Regions from separate parts of the Xenopus laevis genome. Here region 1 is linked to region 2. A link is a contact called in public Hi-C data. All regions are on one chromosome and are shown on one strand. The core of a region is the stretch at or near the end of the contact, and the rest is flanking DNA. Distances in the headings are between cores, read along the strand shown.

Region 1 (4,271 bases), core at 454-2,953, 160 kb before region 2:
TTAATGGGGTCATATAGCCAGCCTGATGTCTATTGGGCAAGTCTGAAAATCCTGTGATGGATCTGCATTGACTTGTATTGTGATCAGATTATTGGCATGGGAGCTTAAAGGAACAGTAACACCAAAAATGAAAATGTTTTAAGTAATCAACATGTAATGTACTACTGGTGCAACTGGTGAAATTGCTTCAGAAAAACTAGAATAGTTTATATAAATGGTTCTGTATAGCCATGGAGACAGGCACTCAAAGCTGAGAAAAGGCACAGGAAACACAGCAGATAACAGATTCTTCGGAACGTATCTGTTATCTACTCTATATCCTGTGCTTGAATGGCTGCCCCATGGCTACACAGTAGCTTGTTTATATAAACTTTTGTTGCATTTCTGAAGCAAACACACCAGTTTTACCAGTGCAGTGCAACAGCATATTATATTGTCATTCCTTTAAAACACTTGAATGTTTTGATGTCACTGTTCCTTTAACAATAGAATCAGTCTGATTGGGCCCTTCAGCTGCACAGCCATTTATAAGATATCTGTTCATTTGGCAACTTTGCAAAATAAGCTGATATTTCAGTGCAGGTTTAACTTTAATCTTTTTTCTGGTTAGCAGGGTCATTGGCCCCCTGAACTTAATACGTTCTTGTAATAAAGTCTACTATTTTTTTCCCAACACCTTGCCCTGAATCTCTGAGGGCCTGCCTTTTCTGCTGGACGCTGGTTATATCTCAATAGCCAATACTCCACAAAACAAAAGTTTAGACATTTTTAGGTAACACACTAAATCCTGATCCAACCACAACCAGTATTGTCCCCGTCTACCCATACCTCCACTCATTTTCATATATAGAAGTTGAGGTCATTATTAGTGATGGGCGAATCTGACCTGTTTCGCAGAAAATTCGTGAAACTGAAAATCTGTGAAATGCATTGGTCTATGGGCGATAACCTTTTTTTTTTTTTTTTTTTTTTTTTGAAGCGTGACAATTTTTTTTTCCAGCCATTAGTCTATGGGTGTCATCTTGGTGGCAAAACTTGGCGAAATATTTCGCTCATCGCTAGTCATTTATGCACCAAAGGGTCTAAAGAATAGAAATGCAGGATTCGGCCAAATCCTTCTGTCCGGCCAAGCCGAATTATAATTTGCATATGCAAATTAGGGGCGGAGAGGTAAATCACGTGACTTTTTGTCACAAAACAAGGAAGTAAAAATGTTTTTCCCTTCCCACCCCTAATTTGCATATGCAAATTCGGTTCGGTATTCGGCCGAATCCAAAATAGCGGATTCGGTGCATCCTTAATAGAAATATACAGATGTGGACACGCAGACACAATGTAATAATTGTATCATATGACTGTCTTGCACCTAGAAGGAGTCTCGGCTTCACTTCCTGCTGTTCCCATCATTCATACTCTGCCCTATCAGAACAATAGAAAGGCAGCCATGCCATGTGTAGCTCTTCGTATGCTCTCCATCTAATAATCTTTGTTTGGCTAAGGCTCAGCTGTGGAAATGGTGCTTATATGGATCTCTTAACATACGGTTGCCTGCACAAAAGAAATGCATAGGGAAGGTTGTTGGAGAGCAACGTCAATTATATCTGGTTTCCCAGATTCCACAGCTTCAGTCTCTGTGAATTGTGTAGAGAGATAAAAACAACATGTGCAGCTCAGGGAAAAAGCCATTCAGGCGAAGCGCGTAAGCGGGACTATGCTCATCTGTTGCAGAAGCGCCCAGTTCAAATGCACATGGAACTCTGAGGGACGCCGAGTAGCCATATCGAGATTTTGGGACGAACACAGAAATCCTTTTATGCAGTTTTACCAAGAAATTTAATGTGAGTGTATTTTTATTATTCATTAAACTGTGTTCAAGTGAATCTGCACATGTTGTTTTTATCTCTCTACACAATTTGCGGAGACTGAAGCTGTGAATACGGAATTAAGTAATTTTAACCCCTGCCTGTTCCAACTCACGTCTGGTGAGTGTTTTGTACTACCGGAGAACCGGAACCCCAGTAGGGCCCTCTGTGAATCTGTCGCTTGTCTGTGAATCAGATACATTCGGGTCCACTCCCGAGTTACGTTGCTTTTTTCTGAGTTCTCACATTTGGGGGTCACTAATTAGTAAAGGGTATATAGAATGAATGATTATTTTACAAGGTGATTAATCAACACGGGGATTTGTGCCATTCCCAGGACACATTTCACGGGACTTACTGTATTCACTAAGTGGCACATAAAAATTGTTAATGAACACAGCACAATGTGTGTATAAAATCACTAAGGGTGAAAGTAAACAAGTTGTTGGAACTACTACACTATATAAAAAAAAAATTCTGTTATTCTCCCTCCTCAAAAAAACGTGTTTTTCTGAGGAATACAGCAACTTTTGTTTTGAATAATGTTGCTTTCAGTAGCAATTAAATTACAAATTACCCCCGAGATTAACAAAAACACATCAAATGTGCAAATTTTGCAGGTATTTAACTTGTTGTGCTGCCCCAATACCAAATAGGGCCTAGAGTAGAGATGGTGGTTGGGTGGCTGTCAGCCTGAAGGCCATTGAGGGTTAGATTAGAATATTTAGCTGATGTGCTAGATGCCAGGGGGGGGGGGGTATCCAGGTCAGCTACCTTATTTAAAAGGTTTACAGACTTAAAATACACCTTACCAAATCTTTCCTATAACTGGGAACCAAGACGCTAGGATGTGTTAGAAGACTGTGGTTAGGTTGTATTTTTATGCACTGTCATTATAGCTATACAATACACAAGTTTACCTGTATATGGTCATGGAATTCCTCTGTGACTATCCTTATATTTTACAATAACGGGTACAGTATTCAGACCAACTGCCCCCTCTATTCCTGATAATCTCAGCCCAATGCTTAGTTTGGAGAACAGAAATAAACCTGCAATGTCTGTGCACCACTGCAACAAACCTCTTGATGCCCAGCATTATTTGGGGAATTGGGAGGCAAAAAGTATCACTCTCTTCTTTAGGTATGGTGGTTATATGAACATGTAGAAAGTTATGGCAGAGGGGGGACCTTCCCCAATCTATGGTCAGTGTCATGCTGTGCAGGGCTTATTATTAGCGGCTGGAAATAAGCAGAGGAGCTTTAGGGAGCAGAAGGATGAACATATTAGTACAGTGAGTTCTCTGTGTTCTGCTCTCTGAACACATTTTTAGATTTATTTTTCAGGAAAATATTTTATACTTTGTATAAACACAAATTCTTTCAGTAAAGAAAACTGAGAGAATTTGTTTCTACTTCCAAAAAGCACAGCGAGGCAAATATTTATATTTTATTTTAAAATATCTGATACAACTTGTCGGAATTCTTGTAGGTTGCAAACTTGAGGGTCTGCGATAAGTATATTCTTACATTGTACTGTGTTTGTTTCCATCCCAATATATAAAGAAGGTCTGATAGTTATACTCGGTCCCAGCTATGAAAAATCCAGGTACATTAAGGCAATGGGAGGGAGTAAGATAAATCTCACAGTTGCACCAGACAGCATGTTGTCATACTTGGGTACCAGATACCAAGTACATTTAAAACAATCACCTTGTAATCATCTATGTGCTAGAGCATTCTATTAGCAGCTGGTCCTGGTCCTCTACAGACAATCATGGCATTGCTGAATCACAAAGGAGGGATGAGGCAGTAGTGCAGGGTGCAGTCTGATGGCTTTTGCTGCAGTACCAAAGCAGTTTCCTAAATAGACAGAAAGCATAAGTAGAGGAATTTTGATCATTGTGAAGGACAATTGTGTATGCTTAAATGTTATTCACAAATCTATTTCACTTGCAGTACATATAGTGCCAATGTGCTTGTTCAGCATACTTTAACGAATTGCTTGCAAAATACAAGGTGCACAGATAAAAGGAAACCCTGCAATAAACTCCCTGCCTTCAGGCATCATTTCCCTTACTCATCTTATCTAAACACATAGCTAACTTCCACATACTGAATCATACACTAAGGGGGTTATTTATCAAAGTCCGGATTTATCTCAATATTTTTTGCTACAAAATCTGATCAAATCGGGTTTTTTTACGCTTATTTATGATTACATTTTCACTTAAATCTGCTTTGGGGGGGGGGGGGGGAGAATCATATTTTCACAATTTTTTTGGATTTTTCACCCGAAAACTCAGATTTTTGCCCAAAAACTTTGGGGTATTACACAAAACCTAGCACACATGAGAAAAATCATTGGGACTTCTCCCATTGAGGTTTTAGTAGCCGTCTAAAACAGAAA
Region 2 (4,667 bases), core at 1,051-3,550:
ATCCTGCCCGGGTGAACCGAATCCTAATTTGCATATGCAAATTACTGGCGGGGAGGGAAATTGTGTGACTTTTTGTCAGAAAACAAGGAAGTAATTTTTTTCCCCTTCCTACCCCTAATTTGCATATGCAAATTAGGGTTCGTTATTCTAACTAATCTTTCGTGAAGGATTCGGGGGTTGGCCGAATCCAAAAAAGTGCATTCGGTGCATCCCTATGACAATCATCTATAAGCTTAAGTGATTCCTTGACATCACATTTCAGGCTGAATGTATTAGTTTTACTTCTTGCTTGAGTCTTTGAAGGGGGGATCAGAAAGAAAGGACAGTTATACAACTAAATCTTCACAGACAATCAGGTGACCCTGACAACCAAATAGTGTCAGTTGCAGGCTTAATTGGCCAAATACTTACATTAAACAGTGCCTCCAGTTGTTATTGTTAGAAATGACCTTTGGTATTTCCCAACCATCATTTTTAGATCAAGTATAATTTATAAATTGTTTTACTCAAGAAAAGAAACCATAAATATATGTTTGTGATATCTGATCGACCATGAGATAAAACATATTTCACTAATGTGTCCCCTTGACTTCACCAGAGAATATTATATATACAGTATATATATATATTATGAATGGTTATTGTTGGTAGGGTTCCTAAACCCACCATTAGTTATAGCGGAGAGCAAAGTCCAAGCTTTTAAAGCCATTCTTCAATAAATCGGCTAATAACAGAGCAGCTGCACATTAGGGTAAATGGCGAGTTATAGCCTGGGAATGTAGTTCTTATGGGATGCATGTACACAATGGCTTCATCACTAACCGGGACACAGTCATGAGTTTATTTTGGAATGCACACCTGCCCATGGATTCTGTTTCTCCTCTGAAATTGTTCCGAGCTGTCCAAGACAACTGTATGTCTAAATATTCATTTAGCCGACGAACTAAGAATTCCCACAGAAGGATATATAAATCTGAAATCATTCATGAATGCAATTTATCTCTGCTCCCTAAGGCCTGCAGTCTAATTATGGAAAGTATGGTGAGATTTAAACCCTGGAAAATGTCTGTGACTTGCAGTGTACAGTCTCTAGTCCTCAGGGCTGTGATGTTTCACACAGGGAACAAAAACGGAAAGAGAAATCATTCTCAGTACTTTTTGTAGGCAAGTGTAGAAACCTGAGAGATGCAAGTGCTTCCACCATGCAGTGTCAGACTGGGACACCAGGGCCCATCCAAAAACCTTTGACTAGGGGCCCACAAATTAATCTTAGACCTGGGGCCCACTCTTAGTACTATTATTCTTCCTTTCCTCACTCATCTATTCTCCTTTTCTTTGCATACTATAATCTATTCCATCTATTTAGCCACTTTGTTCTCATAGAATTAGGGAATGGCCATGACATAGGCTAAATGTTTAGCAGCATGAGGCCCACTGACACCTGGGCCCACCGGGACTTTTCCTGGTATCCCTGTGGGCCAGTCCGACACTGCCGCCATGCTGATATTTCCTTTATTATAACCTGAAGACAGAAGTACGGATGGAGCCAGTGTACATAGTCAGCAACCTGATCACTCTGCATTGAAAATCTACCTGTTCTTATAGTATAAGGCAAGTATAAGGTGATTGGGTTTGAAAAAACATTGGTAAAAGAACTGTCTAGAATCAGAAATGGCACACTGCCTCCATTCCATCCACACAACCTGACTCTTAACATCATTGTTCATTTACTGACCCATCCCATGACTGGCCATGACTGGCCAATCCTGTGTACAAAGACAAGCTACAAGATGGAGCAGATCAGTGGAGAAAACAACAAACAAGTATTATGTATGTGTGGCACACTGCCTTTACTTTATCATTGTTTTTTTCTCATTGGATGCACAGAGTGGAACAAATGGAGAATAATCTTTATTTGCCAGATGTTACTGTTTGAAATGAAACCAAGTAAACGTAATGCCTTGCCATTTTTCATTTTGATGAATGGGCTAGATATTATAAATGCTGCTTTCATTAGCTGATGTTTCAGCACTAATGGAAAAAAAAAATTCCTGCAACAGATGTTGTTTGATAAAAAGACTTGTGTACCAACGTTTCATTTTTATAAATGGATAAATATGGATACAACTTCTTCTTGGTCAGCACATGCCCATTCCTTTACATTAACATTACATTTTTTATGGCATAAGTCTTAACAGCTGAAGTTTGCAGGGATACAGCATGCTGGGCCTGAATGACTCCATTCTTGCAGTGCTAATACTTGTGCAGTTCATCCTTCTGTTCCTGTGTGGCTAAAGTTATTACTGTCAGTAATAGTGGGAGTAACCACATAATTTATATGCTGGTGTGCAACATGCAAGCAGCACTGTATACTTTATAACAGACATCGTCTACAGTCTGAAATATTCAATAGTAACACACTGCCACCTAGCGAAATCACCAAATTAGTACAATATAACCAGCTCCCTGAAATTTTAATTGTTTTACATTTTTATTCAAAGGAAAATGAAACCCCCTTTTCTGACATGAGCTCATTCACTTGGAGTTATGTAGAAAATGTACATAAATACCCTCTAAACTGCCAGAAATAAAAAATGTATTTTTTTTTACACAGACATACCTGATTTCATAGACTGAAAGAGAAACGTTACTCAGTCTGACAAACCATTACTATCAGATCAAAAGATCAGTAAATCAGATCCGATTTGCGTTCTAACTGTGCTTCCACACGCAGTCTAATTTCAGAGAATCTAATCTATGAGTGGAATAGTGCAAGGGGAAAAGATCATAAACATATATAATGCCCATGGTCTATGTCTGTCCAGTGGCAAGATACAGCAAACTAAACGGAGGCCTGTACTTGCCACCACTCGGAATAAAAGTTTATTCTGCTGGAGTTCCTGTTCCTTCTATTTTTTGGAGGCCTGTACTTGACACCTGCCATTAACTTACCCTTATTTTTTTTTACTTTACTTTGTGCAGAGGCAGAACAACAGAGAGTGTATTTATAATAATAATACAATTTATGTGCTTTAATATAATTATTTAACAACATAAAATTGATTTATTTAAGCTCACATATATGTAGATACATTTAGTTCATGTTATCTGTCTTTGGGCATTAGAAAAACAATTAACAATAGGTAGCTAAAGAATGGATCTAAAGCAGTGATCCCCAACCAGTAGCTAGTGAGCGACATGTTGCTCTCCAACCCCTTGGATTTTGCTCCCAGTGGCCTCAAAGCAGGTGATTATTTTTTAATTCCTGGCTTCGAGGCAAGTTTTGGTTGTATAAAAACCAGGTGCAGTGCCAAACAGAGCCTCAATGTAGGTTTACAATCCACATAGGGGCTACCAAATGGCCGATCACAGCACTTATTTGGCACCCCAAGAACATTTTTTCATGCTAGTGTTGCTCCCCAACTCCTTTTACCTCTGAATGTTGCTCACGGGTTCAAAAGGTTGGGGATCCCTGATCTAAAGAAACTAGCTTAGCATAGCAGCAGAGTATCCTATAGCTGGGACTTCAGTATTTTCATTGCTTAGAAAACTAGATCCAAATCTGTCATCTTCATTCTAAAAACCATAAAAGACCTTTGATAACAACGGCAGTTATGTTATGTGTTTGAGATGTGCTTACATGGGAGAATTCTATGGTTGTGCCTAGTGTCTCACTGCAATACTGCATTTCTGTAGCACATTATTTATGTTGCATTACTATGTTTTATTTAAGACACTGAAAAATTAAAGCAAAGAAAAAAACGAAAAATGATCAGCCTTTATTTGTTTTCTCTTTATATTCATCTCAGAAGATCTTTGTCATATTTCAATATTCTTTATCTGAAAACAGGTGGTGTCGAGCGGCAATCTCCAGAAGCGGAGCGCTGGCACAGAATGCTTCCACGTTACTTTCCACGTTGCTCTCCAGCGTTATCTTAAGTTGATTTCCAAGCAACAAGGAATTTCCAAAATGACAAAAAAGGTATATACAGTATGCAGGTTTTTATATCCTCATGCCATATTACATTTTTGTTTGTGAATAAGGTCCATCTCCATCCTGAACACCCATTGCTTCTATTTCCTTAGCATTCTTTTTCTTCTCATCTTCATCAAACTGGGCTTCAATCTCGGCAGGATCCACGTAAGTGTAGAAGTAGGCCATGACAGCAAAGATGACACAAACAGCTACCAGAAGAGCAGCAAAGAGCACATACTCTGCCCACTGTAAGTGTTAAGAGTTTATGTTAAAATACATCCCCAATCATGCCCATATCCAACCTTAACCCCTATCCCGCTAACCGTATCCAGCCCAACCCCAAAAATTTTCATATTTTATAGACCCACTAACATATAGAGACTGACATGAATATAGTAGGGCTTATTTACTTTGCAAGTACAATTTAGTTTTTCTCCTACAGTGCAGTGTTTTTCCCAGAACTTCAGCATTATTGCGCTTGTAAGGGGTTGCTGCAACAAAATTACTGCAACTGCCTGCATTTCTTCAAAAATCTAACACAGTTTCACTAGGAGTCCATCTAATGTAATTTCCGTTGTTTGGCGTGAAAATGATTTTTGTACCCAAATCTTTAGACGTAAGTGTGTTGCACCTATTGATTATAGGCGTAACGGGAACCCTAGAGCTATGAGCTGGTCAGGACTCACCCCCA

Evidence for each region. A called contact is a pair of places that touch in the nucleus more often than the background predicts.
Region 1: a contact with region 2 is called in a Hi-C map of the XTC cell line, with 2.5 times the contacts expected there. The contact joins the promoter of LOC108709752 here to the enhancer-like site in region 2. A contact is called at or near these places in 2 of 4 Hi-C or Micro-C datasets (the XL177 cell line and the XTC cell line).

The regions. Positions count from the first base shown.
Region 1 is chr2S:112,181,346-112,185,616 of Xenopus_laevis_v10.1, reverse strand. It overlaps LOC108709752 (FERM, ARHGEF and pleckstrin domain-containing protein 1), which reads left to right and starts at 1,703. Exons shown (of 27, transcript XM_018249871.2): 1 at 1,703-1,838.
Region 2 is chr2S:112,019,889-112,024,555 of Xenopus_laevis_v10.1, reverse strand. slc15a1.S (solute carrier family 15 member 1) reads right to left here. Exons shown (of 23, transcript XM_041584281.1): 23 at 3,761-4,222. The coding sequence ends at 4,022. Among protein-coding and RNA genes, the nearest start is that of stk24.S, 9.4 kb to the left of the region's middle. Within about 2 kb of position 2,300, at least 1 of the 7 cell types and tissues checked has an H3K27ac peak or open chromatin away from gene starts, as enhancers often do.